2 separate regions of the Sus scrofa genome follow, and region 1 is linked to region 2. A link is a contact called in public promoter capture Hi-C data. All regions are on one chromosome and are shown on one strand. The core of a region is the stretch at or near the end of the contact, and the rest is flanking DNA. Distances in the headings are between cores, read along the strand shown.

Region 1 (5,972 bases), core at 802-3,301, 130 kb before region 2:
AAAAAAAAAAAAAAAAAAAGTCTTAAGCAACTCCCATGTGCAGTTCATTATAATTTCCATAATGCGGTATTGCTGTAACTTGCAGGTTAAAAGTAATTGTCCCTATATCATTAAATGATTAAACAGATACATGTGAGTTACACATTAGAACAGAACTAAAACATTAAACAAGGACTGTTACTTTGTGCTTCAAACTATTGGCAAAAGAAACATTAAATCAATGAAGTAACATCTATGCTTATAAAACAGTTAATGGGGTGGGTCACTATGGCTCTTGTCAGTTTCCTAAACTGTAAAGAGTTACAGAACTACACTTTGGAAAAGGCCCAATATGTAAAAAGATAAATATATAAAAGTGAAGTTGTTCGAGTTAAATAGCAGTTGGAGAGCAAGCCCTGCTGGATTCCGGAGAGCTCTGGGACCCCTAAAGGTTCAGCAGAGCACTGTTAAATCAACCCTCTGACTCTTCAGAGCTCTTTGCACCTAAAAAGCAGTTGTGTTTAAAATCACAACGTGCAAGTTTGAAATGATTAAGCCTTTTTCCTCAAAATATTTTTAAATTTCTAATTTTCTTCAATAATGTCAAAATCATTTACTTTGAGAAAATAATAACATAGATTTTTTTACATTGCCCATACTCTTCCAATCACTTCACTTAAAATGCATTCGGCTCATTACACCAATCAGCAGGAAATTTAGGGTTGGGGTGGACAGGGCGAATAGCTTTCTTGGCTTGGACAACTTAAGTACGACCTTTGTAAATTTTTAAGTACCATGCGGTGCTTGAGGAAAAAAAAAGAAATACCTCAAGCGATGAAATTTTCAAAACATATCTAAAACCGCTGTTGGTAGAGGCCCTCCAGAGCCAGCAGTCTTTCAAGAAAATATTAAAAATCTACAAGCAGAAAAGTATCATACCTCGACCAAACTCTAGCATCAAGAACTTTTACTCACACAATTAACACGGTTTAAAAGACGAAAAGAAATCAGTACCATTTACTTCAATGAATTTGTTCAATGCTTTAGGAATGAATGAATTGGAGGTATCACTGACTTGAGTTCTAAAAAAGCCTCACTCTAAGCTCTACCCTCTATAAAACCTGAAGCAAAAACTCTCCAGAATTTGGTGTTTCAAGGCCAAGTCCGGTCCAAAGGAAGCTTCTCCTCTTCTTTCTCGCGGCCTCCCTCCAGGGGCTGGAGCCCGGGGTGGCCGGGCGGTTGGGGGCGCCGTACGCCCCCTCCCCGCTCAGGGAAAGTTCCGCGGGTTCATCTCCGGTCGGGGCAGGCCTGGCCCGCCGACGGCCCTACCCGGCCGAGCGGCCGCAAACACCCCGCCCGGCATCTGCACCCGGAGGGTCGCGCCCCCTCCCCGCGCAGCCGCCACAAACACCCCGCCCCCGCCTGCCCGCCACCGCCCTCGCAGAACGTTAACCCCTCGTAGTCCGCCGCCCGGCTCGGGGGAGGAGGCCGGGCCAGGGGGTGGAGTTGTCGCGTCTCCTCCCGGGAGCGCCCGGGCAGACGCCCGGCTTGTTTACAGGCCCCAGGCTTTAGGCCTGGCCGCTGCCGCGCAGGCCCGCGCCGCCCGCCCGCCCTCGGCCCCAGCGTCGCGCTTACCCGGAGCAGCCGCGGGCAGGCAGGTCCCTGGTCGGCCGAGGCTGCGGCGGCCGGGGAGGGGGCGGGAAGGGGGTCACCGCGGCGGCGGCCGGCCAGGTCAGGCCGGGGAGGGGGCGGAGGAGGGGAGGAGCCGGGCTGCGTCCGGGCCCCCGGCTCTCGGCGCCCTCGCGGCTCAGATCATCCGGGCGTTGGAGCGGGAGGCGGAGAGCGGGTCCCGGAGGAGGAGGAGGAAGAGCCGAAGATTCATCGCTTACGCACCCCACCTGCCTTAGCGCCCCCCCACCCCCCTCCCCAACCACCGGCTGCCGAGCTGCCGCTGCCGGAGCACCCGAAGCTGCGGGCCGGGCCAGTGCGGAGACCACAGCTCCCTCGCTCCCGCGCGCGCTCCCGCCCCTAGCGCCGCCGCCGCCGCCGCCGCCTCCAGCGCGTCCCCGCGCAGGCGCGCTCACGACGGTGCCGTACTACCCCTCCCCCACGCCTCCGCCTGCCACGCTCCGCCCCGTGGGCTCAGAGGCCCCTACAGCTGCGGCGCGGCGGAGCAGCTGGAGAGACCCGGATGTCGTTGGGCAGGAACTGCAGCGCGCGCTGGCTAACGGGGGAGGGGTGCAGGTGATGTCACTGCCCTACCCAGCTTCTCTCGTAGCAGTGGCCTCGCCGCCCGGCCCCTAGGCAGAGCCACAAACGAGCGTCCGAATCCCGGAACGGAACCGGGACATGGGGCTTCCTGCCCTGGCCCTGGGGACTGGACAGAGGTGTGACTGTATGAGCCTCAGGAATGGGGATACTCTCCGAGCCCGGACTCGGCATCCCCCCTAGGGCGTCCGCGCCTCCTTTCGCTGGGCTACCGTCTGTCTGCAGATAGATACCCCATTCCCGGGGAAGACGCAGTCTACAGAGGCCGAGGACCGACCTTGTGCTGTCGACTTCTCTCCCTTACAGTTGCGGCCTGATCGCGGCCTAGCTGCTGCGGCTCTAAGGCATGCTTGTTGTCAGGCCACCGCCAGATCCCTCTCCCTCAAGCCTCCACACTTCCGGAGCCATCCTTGCCCCAGCGACCTCGGGAGACCTACGCAGGTGCTCTAGCCACACATCTCGGGTCCCAAAGGGCAGCAACACTCTCACCCTACTACCACCCACCCACACGCGAGTGCCCCTGATACACGCACAAGGCACATGCTCTGAGTTTCTGGTGGTTTTTCGTCTGTAGCTCGTGGGGTTCCACATTGTATTTATTTGCACTTATTAGACAGTCACGTGATTCTGTCACAGGGGACATCCAACCACCTCCAGTGAGGTTAAAGGAACGAAGGATTTTTCAAAATCTGGAGGATTATCAAAAATGTGGCAGCTGCTGCTATGAAAATTTAGAGATCTGTTAAACCCAGTTGCACGTGCAGGTGGCCAGAATCCAGTTTAGCTAGCTAGACTGCAGACAACCCGACCCACGCCGTTTGCAGACGCCAGGGATACAATGACAAACCCTAGGCGGCCAATGAATCAGAACTGGAGAGCAGTACATCACCAGCAGGGTTTCCCATTGGCTGGGATGCTTTCCCTCTCTTGTCAGAGGTTTAACCTGCTCAGGGATTTGACTTATACCACATTTCCAGGCACAGAAGTTTAAAAGAAAAATCAGTGTTTAAAAAAGATGCTCTTGGGAGTTCCCTGGTGGCCTAGGGGTTAAGGATCGGGTGTTGTCACTGCTGTGGCACGGTTTTAATCCTTGGCCCAGGAACTCCTACATGCCTGTGGGCACTGCCAAAAAAAAAAAAAAAAAAAAAAGAAGAAGAAGAAAGATGCTGTGCTACATATACATAAAGAAAAACAAAATACTTCATTATAGGAGGCAGGTACTTTAAAAAGAGCAACCAGGAGTTCCCACTGTGGCACAATGAGACTGGGGCATCTCTGGAGTGCTGGGATGCAGGTTCCATCCCTGGCCAGGCCTAGTGGGTTAGGGATCAGGTGTTGCCACAGATGCCGTGTAGGTCACAACTGCCACTGGGATCTGATTCCCTCTCCAGGGAACTCCATGTGCTGCAGAGCAGCCAAAAAAGAAAAAAGAACACCTGAAGATGTTAGTCATAACGTGTTCCAGCTGATAAAAAAGTAGATTTGTGATAAGGCCTCTCCATTTTATCCTAAGAGCTTGTACCCTGCTACTTTGTATCTCCTAAAACCACTTTGTTGCTCCAACTCTTAGATCTAAAGCAACCTATTTATTCTGTCTCTGTCATTCAGCAAGCATTTAACTGCTTTTAAAACTGTAAATGCTATCTCATTTTTCCAACATGACTTTTTTGTGACGGTTCTGTTCCTTTCACTTTTAGACATGGGATCTAACAACAGGATCAAACAATATCACCAAAAGATCACTGGCAGGCTGCTTCTTCAAGGAACCCCCAAATCACCCAATATCTTGGAGGTTAGAATTTCTTAGAGTAAGATGAAGATGGATCATTTCCAGGTATATAAAGTAAAAATAAAGTTCACTTATGCATTTGGTCTCAGTATCATCTGATGACATATTTCCTATATTTCCTAATTCTCCCCATGCTTGCCAAAAAAAAAAAAAAAAAAAAAAGAAAGAAAGAAAAAGAAAGAAAGAAATGAAATTAGATCAAAGATCTTTGAAACTTTGCCTTATTGGAATTCTTAATACTTTGGACAAGTAGCAGCATGATTAGCATGCTAGTGGACTCATTACCATTCTGAAACAGAAAAACCCATGTGAAAACCACAATTTGAAATGCCCTTAGAAAACAAATTTTCTTATTCATAAGGCAGAGCCTGAGTCGCCAGTGGCACTATAGGAACATAGTGAGCTTAAAGGTCTTGCCTGTCTTAACCGCTTCCTTCTTTTAAATTTCCATATCTTTCTGCTCTCTGCTTTACACTTGCAGGAGAATCTGGGTCAATTATAGAAGAAAAGGTAGAAAAATAGGAACTATAGTATAAAGAGATTTTTAAGGAGTCTGCACAGTGTACCATAGACTGCTGATTAAGTTGTGCCTTTCTGCTATTTCTTATTTTTGAACACAAGTTACAGGGACATTTTGGTATGAACTAAGAAATTCATGGGGATAAGATTAACATTTTAAAATTTGGAACCAAGATTCTTAATATTGTCCAAGTAAAAATGCTTGATATAATATGCCCTTCCTTATTATTATACTGCATATTATATTCTCTAAATATTATGCTAACTATTCCCCAAATATTATGTTAAGGGAAAAATACTTAATTATTTAGAAGAGAGATATAGGAGTTCCCTGTTGTGGTTCAGTGGATTAAGAATCCAATATAGTGTCCATGAGGATTCGGGTTTAATCCCTGGCCTTGCTCAGTGGGTTAAGATGTGGCTCTGACTCGACTCCTAGCCTGGGAACTTATATAATGCCAAAAAAGAGAGAGTAAGAGAGACATGACACTGAAAAAAAAGAGGGTTAAAAGTTTTCTTTTCTTTTGAACCTACAAGGCTTTGTTTGGGCCTCCTACACATATTTGGTAAGTTCATAGTGAGTTTTTGCGAAACATCACAGAGACTATATTGCCATAATTGTACTTAAATAATTTTATAGGTATATTATAAAACTTTTTTTTTTTTCTTTTTAGGACTGCACCCACAGCACATGGAAGTTCCCATGCCAGGGATCTAACTGGAGCTGCAGCTGCCAGCCTACACCACAGGTATAGCAATGCCAGATCTGAGCCATGTCTGCAACCTACACCACAGGTCATGGCAACACTGGATCCTTAACCCACTGATCAGGCCCAGGGATCGAACCTGAACCCATGTCCTCATGGATACTAGTCTGGTTTGTTTCCATTGAGCCATAACGGGAACTCCCTATTATAGAACTCTTTTACTCTGCTTTGGAAATCTGTTTATTATTTCAGTTACAAAATAGGAAGAAGAGTTTCTGAAAGATTGGCTTTCAAGTCCTAAATATAACTGTTTGCCATTAGCCTAGTAATGGGAAGACCTGGGATGAGGACAGATGGTGAGGAATCTGAAGCTTAGTCCAATCAGTAGTACTCTCTCCTCTTTTCCTCCACAATCATAATTTTTTTTTTTAACAATTACACTTTTTTGTGAAACCAAATTACCATTGTGAATCTGTCCAGGAGAGTCACACTTGAGACAGCCTTACTTGGGCCTCTCAAAAATTACTGTAATTTTTTTTTTTTTTTTTTTTGTCTTTTGTCTTTTTAGGGCTGCACCCACTGCATATGGAGGTTCCCAGGCCAGGGGTCTAATCAGAGCTGTAGCCACTGGCCTACGCCAGAGCCACAGTAACACCAGATCTGAGCCACGTCTTCGACCTATACCACAGCTCATGGCAATCCGGATCCTT
Region 2 (5,980 bases), core at 3,065-5,564:
ATACAATGATGTAGAAAAGGAATTCCTTCCAAGTAAACTGTTTTTCCAAACCACTGGGTAAAGTCTTAGATTTGGTTTCAACTCTGTGTTTGGTCACACTGTGTCTGAAGAGAAAACTCATCCCACTTAGGTTAAGACTCAGTAAGAACCCAAGTCCAGTCATGAAAAGAACCACACCAACAGTGCTGGGGATGAAATATGATGTTATCACTGTTCCAGAGGAAATGATGAACATTATTAACAACCTGCAGAGAGAGAGAAAAAAGATTTGCTTGAAAAGAAAAAATGTTTTTTTAAGAATAAGTTACATATAACTTTAATATTTAAAATAATTACCGTAGGTGGGTTGACATAGATGAGCCTCCAAGGCCAAACTCTAAAACCTGCTCCATTGCCCATAAGAAAAGGGCGTCAGGTGGGGGTAGAGTCCCGAGTGCCCACAGAAAGGGTAAAAATACAAACAAGATGTGTAAAATCTGATTCATTTGTTCTAGAACTGGTATATTTACCATAAACCTACAATAAAAAGAAAATATTTAAATCATACAAAACAATACATAGAAGAGGATCTTTCCAGGAAAAACAAAACACATACACCTCCCTCTTTACCCCCACCTCCTCCCTGAAACAAAAGAACACTTACAGAAAGGCCCTAGTCCCAAACTGCAAAAGACAAACAAATATGTATAATAGCCCAGAAGCAACAACAATGGTTATAATAATGGTATAAATGTACTTGCTCACACAGATACCTGGATGATGCCAGCTAATGTACTCATAATTACATAATGTATGTCCTTCAAATTTTAAAAGCAGAGAGAATCAACACAAGGTTAAAAATGTGATGCTAAATCAGAGGATAATACTTTCTATAGTGTAGTTTTAAAATAAAATTCCTTTCATTCTGAGAAGAAAACACTCACATAACAAAAAAGAAACTCAAACTACACAAAATAAGCCATAGGAAGGTCAAGGAAAACATGTAGATTTGTACAGTTTTTTTTTTTTAGGACAACACTTCTCTTGCTAACATATTCAACGAAAGGATAATTTGTGCAAAAATAATGCACACTCAGGAAATATTTTATACAAGTTCTATTTTACCCTTTCCCCCTAAATCTTTTTGTTCATAAAGTAAACAACAGGCAATAGTATATACAAGTATTTACACACAGGGATATCATAAATAAATACAAGAACACGTAACTGAAGTAACCAAACACTGTGATTACTTTTGTCTACAATTTAGCCCCAAACAGATGATTACTGTGGTTATTTTATACAGAAAAAAAATGTTTAAGTCTAAAGTTTCTGATAATGAACTTTCTGATAATAAATACACATTTAAACCTGACATTATTGCTAAGTTTTCAAATTCGGGCATTTAACTGTAATATATTTTATAGTTAGTAAATGGTAGTGGTACTAAGAAACCACTCATAAAATAAATTCTCCTCTTACATCTTTGATTAGGTGAAGAAACACGGGGTATTATAGTGTCCTCTGGCCCATAAATGCAGCACGATTAGGAAAAAAATTGAGTTGGGAGTTCCCGTTATGGCTCAGTGGAAATGAATCTGATTGGGATCCATGAGGACGCAGGTTTGATCCCTGGCCTCACTCAGTGGGTTAAGGATCCAGCGTTGCCATGAGCTGTGGTGTAGGCCGCACTCCCATCTCTCTTCTTTTATAGTTTACTATAAGCAGTCAGGAGAAATCAAGCTGTTCCTTCCACACTTTGCTTAGAAATCTCCTTAGCTATATACTCAATTTTATCACTTTCAAGTTCCACTGTCCCCAAAACATTAGAAAATGGTTCAGCTAAGTTCTCTGCCACTTTACGCCAAGGACTGCCCTTTCCTCCAGTTTCTAATAACATGAGACCTCACTAAAATTGCCTTTACTGTTCACATTCTTAGCATGCATTTTAAAACTCTTCCGGTCTCTACCCATTACCCAGTTCCAAAGCCATTTCTACACTTTTAGGTACTTGTTATGAGAGTATCCCAACTTCGTGGTATCAAAATCTGTCTTAGCCAGCTCAGTTTGCCATAATGAAATACCATAGACTGGGTGATTTAAACAATGGAAATTAATTTCTCACAGATCTAGGATCTGGAAGTCTGAGATTAGAGTGCCCTCATGATCTGGGTATGATAAAAACGCTTTCTGGCTTGCAGACAGCTAGCAGCCTTCTCACTTTATCTCATATGTCAGAGGGACAAAACAGGCTCGCTGGTGTCTCTTCCTATAAGGGCACTAATCCCATCAGACCAGGGCCCCACCCTCATTGTCCTAATTAGCTCCCAAAGACTCCAAATACTACCACACCAGAGATCAGAGATTTAACATATGAATGGAGGGCTCAAACATACAAGGTTGCCTGTACATTTCACATTAACCTGTGAAAAAGAAAGCTGCAATCTATAGAACAGAGAAAGGTCAGATTTAGAAAAGGCAAAAAAGGAGTTCCCGTTGTGGCTCAGTGGAAATGAATCTGACTAGTATCCATGAGGATGGAGGTTTGATTCCTGGTCTTGCTCAGTGGGTTAAGGATCCAGCACTGCCGTGAGTTGTGGGAGCTGTGGTGTAGGTCGCAGACATGGTTCAGATTCTTAGTTGCTGTGGCTGTGGTGTAGGCTGGCAGCTACAGCTCCGATCTGACACCTAGCCTGGGAACCTCCATATGCTGCAGGTGAGGCCCTAAAAAGATGATTAAAAAAAAAAAAAAAAAAAAAAAAAAAGCCAAGCAAAAGGAGTCACCAAACAATTCTGTTTAAAATTGCTATTTTCTATTTTACTCCTATAGCAAATTGATTTAAAAAAAATCATTATTCTATAAAGCTACTATAACAAAATTAAATAAGGTATTCTCTTTATCTTAAATCCACTCAATCTATGTATAGTATTTATGTGAAAACATTTTAAATTCTTCATTTTCCCCTCACAGAGATATTCCATCTCCTTTCACAGGTTTTAGCTCAGATGTCTTATAGAGCCATAGCTCCTTATTCAAAGTAAAACACAGGATTGAAATTTTGCTGATTTATCTTATAAACAGTTTTCTTTTTACTCTTCAATAAGATTTAATTACTGCTTCAGGATGAATGTTTAACAGAGATTAGTCCTAAGTGATTAATCATCAAAATAATGGTTTACTTTCAATTCACAGATTCACCCAATAGTTTGGTTACTTTTAATTCATAGACTCTTTGTTTTTTTAATACTAAGAAGAGTGCTCTTACTATACAAATTTAATAGTAAAGTAAGTTGAAAGTATTTGACAGCTTATTACCTGTGTGCAAGATCTACAGAAACAAAGACAAAAATATAAAGTGGTCTCATAAGAGGAGTGATTTCATAAGTATCCTGGGTTTGGAAAGTCGCAGTCTCTGTAGCTGTGTTTACAATTAATGAATATTCTCCTATACACAATGTCATCCATCCAAAGACAAATAGTAGAACAGTGCCTCCTGCACTGCCATACAGCTGTGTTACTCTATTTGGGAGCAAATACCATGTTCCAAGACCACACACTAACCCAGCAAGAACAGAATGAAAAACTGTATTGACTATATGCTTTTTGCCAGGAATTAGAAATTTGATGGTCTCAGCACCAACACAACTCGTAAATTCATGCTCGTCTTCCTCTGCTAAGATATTTGTGGTTAGCATTCTTTCTACTGTCACCGATTTGTTTCTGGCATATCTACTTGTGAACTGGATGACAAATGCAGTGAAAAGCATCAGTCCACCTGAAAGTGCTGCTGTATAATAATCTTCCAGGATGCCAAATTGGTACAAAAGTGTTCCTATTCCACCCAAAACCCATGGCATCAAAAAAAGGATAATCTGATTAACATATATGTAAGGAGGGGCACAATAGCCTAATTTGAGTCGAGGGCCTCCAAGAACAGTCTGTGGAAAGCGCTTCAGAAAGAAGTCCTGTTTGTAATCATTCAGCAGAGGAACATCTGGACTCATCCTTCTCATTCAGGATTATTCTGAAAGTCACATCCTTTTCTGTAACACAGCAGTCTCTAAGAAAAAGAAAAAAGTCGCTATTTGAAAATGTCATACTTAAAACATGGGGGAGAAAAATCCCACATTTCTCTTAGTTCCTTTAAGAGCAGGGTTTGTAACTTCACTTCTCTAGTTCCTTTCCATTGCCTGACACATACTTGGCACAAAATTAACAGTTGCTAAGCTGTTTTTTATTTGAAAAGAAATCACATTCACTATTAATTTACCTAGAACTTAGATAAACTTGCAATTTCTTATGTAACTCACATTTTCAGACTTCAAAGTCAAAGGAGAGTTCAAAAAGTCAGTACTCTCAACTCAACTCTGCTAGTGGTTTAACTGATCATTTCCCTGAGTGCTTCTGCTGTTTGTTTTTTAACTTTTTCCTCTATTACAAGGATGAGGAAAATTTTTCTACAAGGGCCAAAGAGTAAATATTTTAGGCTTTGTGGACCATATGGTCTCTGTAAGAATTACTCAACCCAGCTGGTGTTGCAGAAAAGCAGCCAGACTTAATACACACATAAGTGGGTATTAGTAATTATGTTTTAATATAACTTTACCGTATTTACCCAAAGAGGCTGTCGGCCAGATTTAGCCTGTGGGCTACAGTTTGCCAATCCTTGCTCTATACAGTAAGGATATTATCTACAATTCCTATGCATTGAAATGGAAACAGAAGTAGAAAATTGAAATACTAAGTCTAAGTCACAGCATTTAACAATTACAGTAAACTTACGATTCGGGGATAATTTAAAAAGTCAGACACTGCTAAAATAGTAGCATTTCAATAAAAAGCCATTGGTAGCTCAACCTGTAGTCGGAAGAACAATAAACTAGAAATCAAAAGACTCTGAGGGTTAGATTACATGCCTACTTCAGACCACTTCATGACTCAATTTTTAATCTTTCTGTTGTCAGTTTCCAAAATCTACCAGAACCAAGAAAACCTGAAATCATAGTAGTACTCATAAATGCTTTAGTCTACATTATTTTCATTTAAGGGACATAAAAATCTATGGATCAAATAATATAGATTCTCTTCTCTTCAAGTTTCCCCTTTCCTGGGATATACTCTTGAAAAACAGTGCCTGTCACAAGATCAGCCAGCAAAGCATTGTCTCAGGAGTTATATGTAAAGTTAGAAAAGAAAAATTAAGTTTAAAGGCATCTTCATAGAGGCAAATAGACCAACAGATTAGAATAGAGTGCAGAAATAAATTCTCATGTATATAGTCAAATACTTGAGAAGGGTGCCAAAACTGTTCAATGAGGAAAAAACAGTCTGCAACAAATAGAGCTGGGAAAACTGGGTATCCACATGTAAAAAGATAAAGTTAGATCCTTGCCTAACTAAAAAATTAACTCAAAATGGATCAAGGACTTGTGTATAAGACCTAAAGCAAAAAAAAACCCTTAGAAGAAAACATAGCATAAAGCTTTTAACATTAGATTTGGCGATGACTTCTTGGTCATGACACCAAAGGTACCCGTAGCACAGGAAAAAATGGACAAAATGGACTTCACAAAAATTGAAAAGTTGTGTGTATCAAAAGACACTATCAACAGAATGAAAAGGCAATCCACAGAATGGGAAAGAAAATAGGAAATGAATGTCCATAATACATAAAGAACTCCTAAAACTCAAGAACAGAAACACAATTTAATTCAAAAATTAACATAGAACTTGAATAGACATTTCCCCAAAGAAGATATACAAATGGCAATAAGCACATGAAAAAATGCTCAATATCACTAATATTAGATAAATGCAAATCAAAAATATGAGATACCACCTCACATTCATTAGGATAGATACGATCAAAAAATATAGAAAATACATGTTGGCAAGGATGTGGGCAAACGGGAACCCTTGTGTACTATTTGTGGATAGGTAAAATGGTACAACTGCTATGGAAAATAGTATGACAGTTTCTCAAAAAAATAAAAATCAAAT

The links. Promoter capture Hi-C pulls out the DNA fragments that hold promoters and counts their contacts.
Region 1: a contact with region 2 is called in a promoter capture Hi-C map of liver, with 2.1 times the contacts expected there. The contact joins the promoter of PPM1A here to the enhancer-like site in region 2. A contact is called at or near these places in 1 of 5 promoter capture datasets (liver), 11 of 47 Hi-C or Micro-C datasets (alveolar macrophages, fetal heart ventricle, fibroblasts and 6 more) and 2 of 2 datasets of contacts at active chromatin or transcription factors (alveolar macrophages and skeletal muscle).

The regions. Positions count from the first base shown.
Region 1 is chr1:189,245,053-189,251,024 of Sscrofa11.1, reverse strand. It overlaps PPM1A (protein phosphatase 1A), which reads right to left and starts at 2,051. Exons shown (of 6, transcript XM_021062341.1): 1 at 1,615-2,051. It overlaps LOC110259569 (basic proline-rich protein-like), which reads left to right and starts at 62. Exons shown (of 5, transcript XM_021085056.1): 1 at 62-66; 2 at 1,121-1,537; 3 at 1,572-2,223; 4 at 2,554-2,688; 5 at 3,945-4,198. The coding sequence starts at 62. The coding sequence ends at 4,064.
Region 2 is chr1:189,119,040-189,125,019 of Sscrofa11.1, reverse strand. It overlaps PCNX4. Among named protein-coding and RNA genes, the nearest start is that of DHRS7, 49 kb to the left of the region's middle. Within about 2 kb of position 4,314, at least 5 of the 83 cell types and tissues checked have an H3K27ac peak or open chromatin away from gene starts, as enhancers often do. A contact at or near this core is called in liver and omental adipose tissue, where this site is marked.